Linked DNA regions of Sus scrofa: region 2 is linked to region 1. The links are chromatin contacts, called in public HiChIP or PLAC-seq maps. All regions are on one chromosome and are shown on one strand. Each heading gives the region's core, a stretch centred on a gene start, on an enhancer-like site or on the middle of the called end of the contact. The rest is flanking DNA. Distances are from core to core; before and after follow the strand shown. Region 1 holds the start of PCYOX1 (prenylcysteine oxidase 1). Region 2 has its middle 53 kb from the start of ANXA4.

What was found. HiChIP or PLAC-seq counts read pairs in DNA pulled down with a chosen protein or histone mark.
Region 2: an H3K27ac HiChIP or PLAC-seq map of alveolar macrophages shows a contact between it and region 1. The contact joins the enhancer-like site here to the promoter of PCYOX1 in region 1. A contact is called at or near these places in 2 of 5 promoter capture datasets (fetal liver and liver), 10 of 47 Hi-C or Micro-C datasets (alveolar macrophages, embryonic fibroblasts, heart right ventricle and 6 more) and 2 of 2 datasets of contacts at active chromatin or transcription factors (alveolar macrophages and skeletal muscle).

Annotation. Positions count from the first base shown.
Region 1 is chr3:72,220,701-72,225,802 of Sscrofa11.1, reverse strand. PCYOX1 (prenylcysteine oxidase 1) reads left to right here and starts at 2,198. Exons shown (of 6, transcript XM_003354779.4): 1 at 2,198-2,404; 2 at 3,504-3,710; 3 at 4,700-4,874. The coding sequence starts at 2,281.
Region 2 is chr3:72,704,891-72,709,992 of Sscrofa11.1, reverse strand. No RefSeq gene overlaps it. Among named protein-coding and RNA genes, the nearest start is that of ANXA4, 53 kb to the right of the region's middle. Within about 2 kb of position 2,677, at least 1 of the 83 cell types and tissues checked has an H3K27ac peak or open chromatin away from gene starts, as enhancers often do. A contact at or near this core is called in alveolar macrophages, where this site is marked.

The DNA.
Region 1 (5,102 bases), core at 949-3,448:
AGTATCCTGTTGTGCCACACTGGGCACTCCTATAACTGATTCTTTTATTCTATAGAGTAGATTTCTAAACACGAGATTTCTTAATTAAACTAAACGGGAACTCCTGAATAAATGTTTCTTATATTACTTTATTACTACACTTCACATAGATGGCAACATTTCCCCTCAATGATTAATAAAGGCCCTTTTGGAGTTCCCGTCGTGGCGCAGTGGTTAACGAATCCGACTAGGAACCATGAGGTTGCGGGTTCGGTCCCTGCCCTTGCTCAGTGGGTTAACGATCCCGCGTTGCTGTGGCTCTGGCGTAGGCCGGTGGCTACAGCTCCAATTCGACCCCTAGCCTGGGAACCTCCATATGCCGCGGGAGCGGCCCAAGAAATAGCAACAACAACAACAACAAAAAGACAAAAAAAAAAAAAAAAAAAAAAAAAAGGCCCTTTTGACTTTCAGTGATAGTATTCTTTTGAAGAGGCAAGAGTGCAGAATGAGAAAGCCTTCAGTCCCCGTCCACTTAGTATAAAGTCTCTTCAGCAAAGGATTTTTCCTTTCAGCAAAATCCTTCCTAATGTTTCAGAAGCGGAAATGAAAGTTTCCACCTATGACACTTTTGTCAGGGTCACTGACATGGTAAATTCTAATTAAGCAACATATTTATTGAAAGCCTTTTAGGCTTAATATACTTAGCTATTGTGAAAAGACACACAATTTAGTTCTTTCTTTGTAATTTGTAGAAAAAGGAGACAATATTCATATTTTTATGTTCTTACATAAGTGTTTATTTCTTGTATGACTTGCATCTCGTTCCATTAACACCTCCATTCCCTCTTTCTTGCTGTGCTCCACTGGCCTCCTTGCTTTTCCTCATATATGCCAGGCATTTTCCTTTTTTAGAAAGCTCTTTCTCCAAATATTCACCTGGTCCACTCTCTCAATTATTGCAAACTTTTGTTCAAGTGCCATCCTGCTCAGTGAGGCCTGATCTGACTATCCTATTTAAAATTGCAAGCCATTCTCCACTTTTTTTTCCTCCACTCTATATTATGTCATTTGCTTACTTATTCTAATTGTCATTTGTTTCCCTTCACTAGAATGTATACGTCATTAGGATAAATATTTTAAAAATTGTTTTGTTCACTGGTTTTTCTCAAGTACCTATAATAACATTGCCTGCCACGTGGAAGGAGCTCAATAAATAATTGTCCACTAAGTAAATCCTTTATTTTGCAGTAGTTTAAACTTTCTTTTTATTTAACTTATTTTCCTTCCATCCATATACTGTTCTTCACATTCACGTACTAGTTTTTCTCCCCCCCCTTTTTGATTGGGTGTGATATATGTAGATATAGATATAGATATGTATTTTAAGGGCCACATTTAGAGCATATGGAAGTTCCCAGGCAAGGGGCAAATCTAAGCTGCAGCTGCCAGCAACAGCCACAGCCACAGCCTGGCCAGATCTGAGCCACATCTGTGACGTACAGCACAGTTCAGAGCAACGCTGGATCCTTAACTCATTGAGTGGGGCCAGGAATCAAATCTGAGTCTTCATGGATACTAGTCAGGTTCCTAACCTGCTGAGCCACAATGCGAACTCCCTGGGTGGGATATTTTAATTACAGAAATAGTATCATATGACACCCATCACTTTCTCAACAGCTTTTATGACCGAACAATACTGGGACAATAGATACAAAGCCTGCATTCTTTTAAATGTTTGCCTAATGTTCCGTATGATACGAGTACACACACGACTTTCGTTTATATCTGTTACTATTTTTCCACTTCCTTCAGTTTGGACCACCCCATCCCTGGTCTCTGTCATTTTCCCTTTCACCTAGCACCCTTTACCCAGTCATCTTGTACCCAACAAATCTCGAACATAGTGAACACGGTGATCACTCAGTAAGTATTTGGGGCACCCTTGTCCGTTTCTAACAGTGGTTTGCTGTGTGCATTCTTTGAGCCTGAGCGATTGAATCAACAGAAGAGGGCAGTATTGATGAAATTAAAAGCTGGGGTGAGCCTCCTCTGGGGCCTTTGGCAACTCCCTGAAGCAGCCTGGGCTTCAGAGGTGCAAGGAGGACTTGGGGGACCGAGAGGATTGCGTTGTAGCTTCTGGAGGAAGGGTGGCCTTGGAGTATCAGGTGCCTGAGCTGGGGACGGGCCTGGGCGGGGCTTGGAGGGGCGAGGCCAGCTAGGGGGCGGGGCGAGCGGAGAGCGCAGGCTCAAATGCGGGCGGACCGCCGGGCGCTCTAGTACGACTGCAGCACTGGGAGAACCATGAAGCCCCTCGCTGGCGGGCTCCCCTGCTTCTTGACTTTCGGGCTGTGGCTGGGGCTGCTACTTCTGTGCAGCTGGGGGTGCCCCGGGAGCGCCGCGCCGCGGTCCCCGCCAGAGAAGATCGGTAGGCGAGAAGGAGGCAGCGCAGGGCGGAGGTGGCGGGAATAAGCCCGGTGCCTGGCGGCGGCAGGCTGATACACTAGGCCCGGCACCTGTGACACCCGCCGAGCAGCGCCGAATGAGCCCTCCGCGCAAGCGGAGCCCATTCCGGCTCGCGCCCCAGGGACCGCGCTTTCCCGAGGGTGAAGACATCTCCATTTGAGGAGTTGGCTGTAGAGGGGTAGACCTGGGCCGGGGAGCGGGAGCCAAGCGTCCCTGCGGCCCCTGTCTCGGAGGCCTGGGGCTCCGAGGAGGCTGAGGCCCCTCCTGCCGACTTCTCTTGCTGCAGTTGCGGGAGGACAGTCCCCTGGTTGGTCCGGGAGCGACAGGCCGCTTCCGCTCTGCAGTTGAGAGGCCCACGAGGGCACAGCACACCGAGCAGTGCAAACAACCTGACCGCGCTGACCGCGTCTCCTTCCCTTGATGGGCTTCGGCGCCCTCGCCGCCCCGCCCCGCAGCTCTACCCATTCCCCAGCCCGGCCCGGCTGCTCCGCTGAAGTTTGCCTGCTCGCAGAGGCCACTGGCTTGCACAGTTTTCTGCCTAGAACGACTACACAGCCGAAGCATTCACTCTTAGTTTCAGTCTTTTTGGTGTTTTGCTCTGTTTTCTTTTGCTTTGCTTTTTAAATTCCCCTTAAAGCTGTGTTCTTTGGGATCATTAACCTGTTCACATTAACGAGACAGAGCAAATGTAGGCAAAAATGGCGGCCACTTTATTTAAAATGCGTGCTGGAAGGGCCCCACCTCCTCTGTTCCCATGTATTGGTCACAAAGAATGGTGTGCGGGCCACTTGGTGCCTCCGCAAAGAACTGTGAGAATCTTGGGGCATTGGGGGAAAAAAATTAGTGTCAGTTTGTAAGTTTATCTATTATCACTTTTGCCTGGAGGCAGTGACTGTCCAGATTCAGAGTTCTATCTTCACAGCAGCTGTCACTTGCCTCCCTGTCCCCAGGCTTCCCTAAGTTGTTAATAGCCTAAAGTAACGTCTGTTAACAGTCTTTCAAAAAACGAAACCTACAAAGCTGATAAGAGGGAAAAAACTGTTTCTTTTTTCCCCCTCTAGCGGTCATTGGAGCTGGAATTGGTGGCACTTCAGCAGCCTATTATCTGCGGCAGAAATTTGGGAAAGATGTGAAGATTGATGTTTTTGAAAAAGGAGAGGTGGGCGGCCGTTTGGCGACCCTGACTATGCAGGGGCAAGAATATGAGTCAGGAGGTTCTATCATCCATCCTTTAAATCTGCACATGAAGCGTTTTGTCAAGGACCTGGGTATGTGATTTCTTCTTAGAGCTAAGCAGACTTCAACATCCATGGATGTTGTTATTAGATAGGGATCTGAAACTTTTCTGCCTTGTTAATTGTCTTTTATAGAGAAGCTGGTAAAACTATTTTGCTCACTTTTCTGCTAGCAATTTGTCCTGCCTTAGGAGCTGTTCTGTAATGGGACACTAGTTATCTGTATCTTCAGGTATCTGGAATTACAGCCATGGGGCACAGGGTGGGGATGGTTGCTGTTGCTGGTTTTTAAATCTCTGGGTTCATGTTAAAGAATCAAAGAATAGTTTGAGTTAGGAGAAAACCTAGTATGCTCATTTTACAGCTGGGGAAATGAGAGTTGAAATATCTAAGGTCATGCACATGTGCCTAGAACTTGGGACATCTGACCATGTCCCTACCAGCAGAAGTGTTGGATAGATCGCAGGGGAAGTCTGGCAGGCCTCTGCAGGATCCTTGCTCAGGGAATATTGTGTAATTTTGGCCTCTTTCCACTTAGCCGAAATATCTAGTTACACAAAGTAGGATTTGCATAGGAATGGGGCTGCCTCCTTTTCCTTAGCTGCTTTCCATGGTTCCTGTGGATGCTTCCTGAGCTCCATGAGGGCAAGAGTGTACTGGGAGCAGTTTATCCTGCAAAGATGACTGTCTGACATTTCTGTTTTTAAGTTGAATTCAGCTAGTACTGTGACTTTGTCTTTTGACGTTTTAGTCCTTTGAGATTCAATATAGCCAGTCTAATTTTGAAGTGTCTGCATGACCATCCAACCCATCTTTCAGAGAAGCTGCTTTTGGACAGCGTGGTGAGTGTCTAGTGTAGCACATACTGTTCTAAAGATAGAGTCCCTGTAAGGTGCCTCCTGAGAACTGGAGGAAGCCAGGATTCATTCCCTTTAGAGTGTTCCCAACAGCTTCCGATTACCTTCTTTCATTTGATCAGCACAGAAACCACTGACTTAGCTACCCTTTCTTTGTTTTTGCAGGTCTCTCTGCTGTTCAAAGCCCTAGTGGCCTAGTGGGGGTGTATAATGGAGAGACTCTGGTGTATGAGGAGAGCAGCTGGTTTATAATTAACATGATTAAACTGATTTGGTACTATGGATTTCAGTCCCTCCGAATGCACATGTGGGTAGAGGATATATTAGACAAGTTCATGAGGTAATTTTTTTCTCTTCCATTTAACCTAAGACCTTTGATTAGATGATCTTTAGGAATTGTAGTTTTCTTGGAACAGTTCTCTATCTCTAACCATAAGGCCTGTTTGTAAGATCATTAGGCAAAATGTTTTGTTCCATGGCTTTTTTTTTTTTTTTTTTTTTTTTTGTCTTTTTAGCTATTTCTTGGGCTGCTCCAGCGGCATATGGCGGTTCCCAGGCTAGGGGTTGA
Region 2 (5,102 bases), core at 1,428-3,927, 480 kb before region 1:
AACTCCAGATCCTTAACCCACTGAGCGAGGCCAGGGATCAAACCACCTTCACCGAAATCAGTCAGATTCATTTCCGCTGTGCCATGAGAGAACACCTTTGTTTTTTGGGGTTTTATAGATTCCACATGTAAGTGATATCATGTGATATTTGTCTTTTTCTGTCTGACTTAACTTCACTTAGTATGATCATCTTTAGGTTCACCTATGTCACCACAAAGAGAACCTGTTCGTTTCACTCAGCATTTTAGTAATGGTATTTTCTTTCAGATATGTAAATACATGAAATACGAAACTCTCTGAAATATGTTTAGTCATTGCTTCACAATTTGTTCTCATAACTTTTTTTTACTATGCAGTTGTTAGGCTGCAGCTGAGAAAATTTTCAAAACTCTTCAGTGAAATCACTGATTTGTTTGAAATCAATCTTTCCTGAAGAACCAATCAAAGTATTCTTCAGCCCAGGAGTTTGAATTATTTATCAGCCTGCATTGGCTGTGCCATTATTCTGCTAGAGAAATGCAGTGATTTCTGCTATAAGATGCTTTCGTTATTGTAAATGTTTTATGGAGCAGAGCATACATATGGAAAAGTGCACAGCTTAATGAATTTGCACAAAGTCATCAGCACCCAGAACAAGTAAAAGGTTACCAGAACCCAGAAGCCCTTCTGGTCTTTCCAAAGGTAGCCATTACCATGACTTCTAAAAATATAGATAAATTTTACCTGCTTTTGAGCTTTCATATAAATAGTATCAGCTCTTCGGTGCTATGTCCTGCCTAGATTCTATCACTCAATGTTGTATTTAAGAAAGACATTTGTGCTGTTATGCTGTAATTTATTATTTTTCTGGCTGTATAGTATTCCATTGTGACACCATACCACAATTTGTATGACCACACCTGTGGCATATGGAAGTTCCAAGACCAGGGGTCAAACCTGAGCTGCAGCCGCTGGCCTACAACCACAGCCACAGCAATGCCGGATCTGAGCCACATCTGCAACCTACGCTGCAGCTTTGGCAACGCTGGACCCTTAACCCACTGATTGAGGTCAGGGATCGAACCCGCATCCTCACAGACACTATGTCTGGTTCTTAACCCACTGAGCCACAACAATCTCCCTATCCATTCCACTGTTGATGGACCTATATATGGTTTCCAGTTATTGGCTATAATAAATAATGCTGCTATAAAAATTGTTGAAAATATCTCTTGATGCACATTACCTCCACATTGCTGAGTCATTATTCAGCTTCAGTTGATGCTGCCAAACTGCTTCCCACTGTGGGTTGAGTGCCGGAGTCCAGCTCCAGCAGCCAGGGTGTCCCTACGGGGATGGACAGTGTCAGCGATGCACATGGAGACAGCCTCTTTGTCCCTTCTTTCAGGGCGCTGGACTGCTCAAATTTTATTAGCATAGGTAACAGTTTATATAGACAGCTTAATTGTAACTTACATCACAGTGCTTAAATCATATTTTCAAAGGTTAAATTTTAGACTACATGGTACAGTAGACATACGTTGTGTTCTAAGAATTTTAATTAAAACTAACGGATACAATGCATCATGTAAAATTATAATGGATACAAAACATTATGTGGAAAAAACATTATATGAAAATAAGGCAATTCAGTATAAAAGCGTCTTGTGGTTACTTTTAGCAAGCGCCACCGTTATTGTTTTAAGCTAGTCTTTAACAACTAGAAAGGTCACAAGCACGAGAATTTAACATTTACGAAAACTCATTTTTTAGATTAAAGCTTGAGGTACTAACTTCAAAGCGTTATGGTCAGGGGACAGTATGAGAAAATATTTTTTATATCAAAGCAACTTAATTTCATAAAACTTAAAAGCCCCCTACAAAACTTATTAAAAGCAAGATTATAATTTTTTCCATCAAGAATAATGTATGTCTAACCTATTCTAACCTATTGTACACTCCACAATGACCTAACTCTAAAACCTATTCTTACTTGTAACAAACCAATGAACACTTTGTTTTTGCTTGCATTAGATCTGAATAGGGGGACTTTCACCAAGGTGAAACTCTTATTATTACTGTTCCAATATTTGTTGTTCCAATTTTATTGAATCACAAAACAATATAGAAAAATAACAAAGAATAACAAAACAAATAACAGAAAAGGCTGAGTAATAAGTAAATAACAGGGAAGACTGAATTTTCCAAGAAGCAATTTTTATTCTTGCACTATTGTGCAAAGCCTTCATTTTGTTATTGTTGCCGTTGTTGCTGGGTTAACAGGTGAGCCTCATTATTTTTAGAACTTGCCCACGGAACTGTGCCACCGGGTAGGCTTTTTTTCCTCGGTTAGAAATTCTGCCTTCGGAACTGTGCCGTCAGGCTAGCTCCCTTCCTTGGCCTCCTGTATCTCCTCGGCTCCCTGAAGGTGTACTTATTACACTCCCATCATCAGCGTATGAGGGTAGTACTTGATTTGATAACTTTTGCTAGAACTGGTCTTTTTCATTTTAGGCACTATGGTGTGTGCAGTGGTCTCTTACCAGGGCTTTATTTAATTTGTATTTGTCTCTTTTTTTTTGGTTTTTTGGCTTTTTAGGGCCGCCCCCACAGCATATGGATGTTCCCAGGCTAGGGGTCAAATCGGAGCTGTAACTGTCTCTGAAATTTGAATATGTACTGGTACTATGTCATAATTTTTTTCTAGTTATTATTTCAAAATGTTATATGTCACAACAGTAACCAAGTGTCTTTGGCAATCTGTATTGTAATCGAATTTAAATGTGCCTTAAGTCTTTTGTCATTACAACAATTAATAGCTTTACTCTGATGCTTTTGCAAAAATGCTTCCTCTTCAAGATCTATAGAAAGGACTTTTTAAGAAATACAAGTTTCTGACTTCTAGACCTTTATGATGAGCTGGGTAAGAATTTAAAAATACTAAGGGGTAGGGGGAGTTCCTGTCATGGCGCAGTGGTTAGTGAATCCGACTAGGAACCATGAGGTTGAGAATTAGATCCCTGGCCTTGCTCAGTGGGTTAAGGATCTGGCGTTGCCATGAGCTGTGGTTTAGGTTGCAGACGTGGCTCGGATCCCGCATTGCTATGGCTGTGGTGTAGGCTGTCAGCTGTAGCTCTGATTAGACCCCTAGCCTGGGAACCTCCATATGCCATGGGTGTGGCCCTAAAAAAAAAGAAAAAAAAAAATCCAATTGTTGGGTTTGTGACCAATTACCTGTGTCTAGTACTTCTGGGCTACCTTAGTGGATTTCTCCTCTGCAAGGTTCTGATTAGATAGCCATTGAGGAATTATATTATTATTGGGTGGGATTTCCTCAGCTGGCCAATTAATGATAACTGCTCTGACCCTGACTATAACTATGAATTTTCTTTTAGGGTCACTCAGACTCAGTCAGAGCAACGAGCTAAGTCTCAATCAAAAACTGTAACCTCCCACTTATTAGAAGGGAACCTCCCACAATTATGCACCAGGCTATGGCCATTGAAGTTTAAATGGGAACAATTAAATCATTCTAAAAGTGATCAGCCTAGCCTCCTAACATTAGGAAATTAGGCTGGGCACCTTATGAACAATGCCTACATATTATTACCTTTATAGATAAGATAGTGGCTGATATGGAATAGGCTGGGTCAGATGACCAGAAATTCACTGGGTCAAACCTAATGGAACCCAGTGGATTTGTGGTACTAATCTATGGCTTTGGGTTTTCACCAGGACAGATGTCTCCAGGATTCCCTAGGACTCAAGGCCATATACATAACAATCCAAAGATGACCCCAACCAACCTACCACTGGTACAAGCTTAATGCGTCAAGAGATATGTATGCATTCAGCTAGTATGATAATTTACTACCTGTTTTTGTACTTTCAATAGAATTGGAATGTGTATCACTCATAACAAAGCCTTAACAAAATTTACTCAACATATTTGAATGATGGTAACCAGACTATTAGTATACTAAATTCTGAGGTTTATCTATATTATGCTGCTTGCTACTGAAAGTGACCCACTTCCTAGTCCTTTTTTTCTTTTTTCTGCTTTTTAAGGCCACACTTGCGGCATATGGAAGTTCCCAGGCTAGGTGTCTAATCAGAGCTACAGCCACCAGTCTACACCACAGCCCACAGCAATGCCAGATCCTAGCCAAATCTTCGACCTACACCACAGCTCATGGCAACACTGGATCCTTGACCCACTGAGTGAGGCCAGGGTTGGAACCTGCATCCTCATGGATCCTAGTTGGGTTCATTAACGCCTGAGCCACAGCGGGAACTCCCCCACTTCCTAGTCTTGATGACATCTTCAGGAACTCGTCTGGTGTGAGATGCTCTTGGCTTAAATATTTACTTGCTATTAATGTTATTAGCTATATTGTTTGTATTTTGCCTGTTTTACAAGGTTATTGTTTCTTCTATTACCAAATGTGTAGTTGAGCCTCCAACAAAACAATGATGACTAGGAGATTTGAAACAGTTAGCTGTTCTTTACTAGATCAAGATTATAATAGAGTAACTCTAGTTATGGAAAGATGTAACAAGAGGGGATATTTTCCTGGACCATAACAGACTAATAAGACAGGTGATCCAGAGACTTTTAGCTACTGTTAACAAGGCCTAGTAAAAGCACAATGAGTGGCCTACCAACGAAATCTTTGCCAGACCTGGGAATGAGCATTCCTAGCACTGTGGAAGGAAATGGTCATGAAATGCCTCCCAAAACTCTGTTTGAATTTATGACCATGGGGAAGCCCTGTGAACTGAAGTTCGGCACTTGCCATCAGCCCCTACATGGAGTAAATTATGAGCCACTGCAGCTACCAACCGGCAGCACACCCTGAGCGGAGCTCAGGGTGAATACCAGGAGTGAGGCGCTCTGTGCTCTGGGAAAACTGGAAGAACAGGTCTTCAGATAGTCCGATATTTTTAGGAGAAGATTTTATGTGCCCAATTCTTGCATCTCCTCATATCTAGAAAAACACTAAAATCCTTTGTGGTGATGTCTGCTCCTTGGGACTGGTAGTGACCTGCAGGTAGTAACCATCAAACTTTTGTAAACTGTGTGCGCGCTACATGCACCTCTGAAACCGGACACAGCCCTGTGG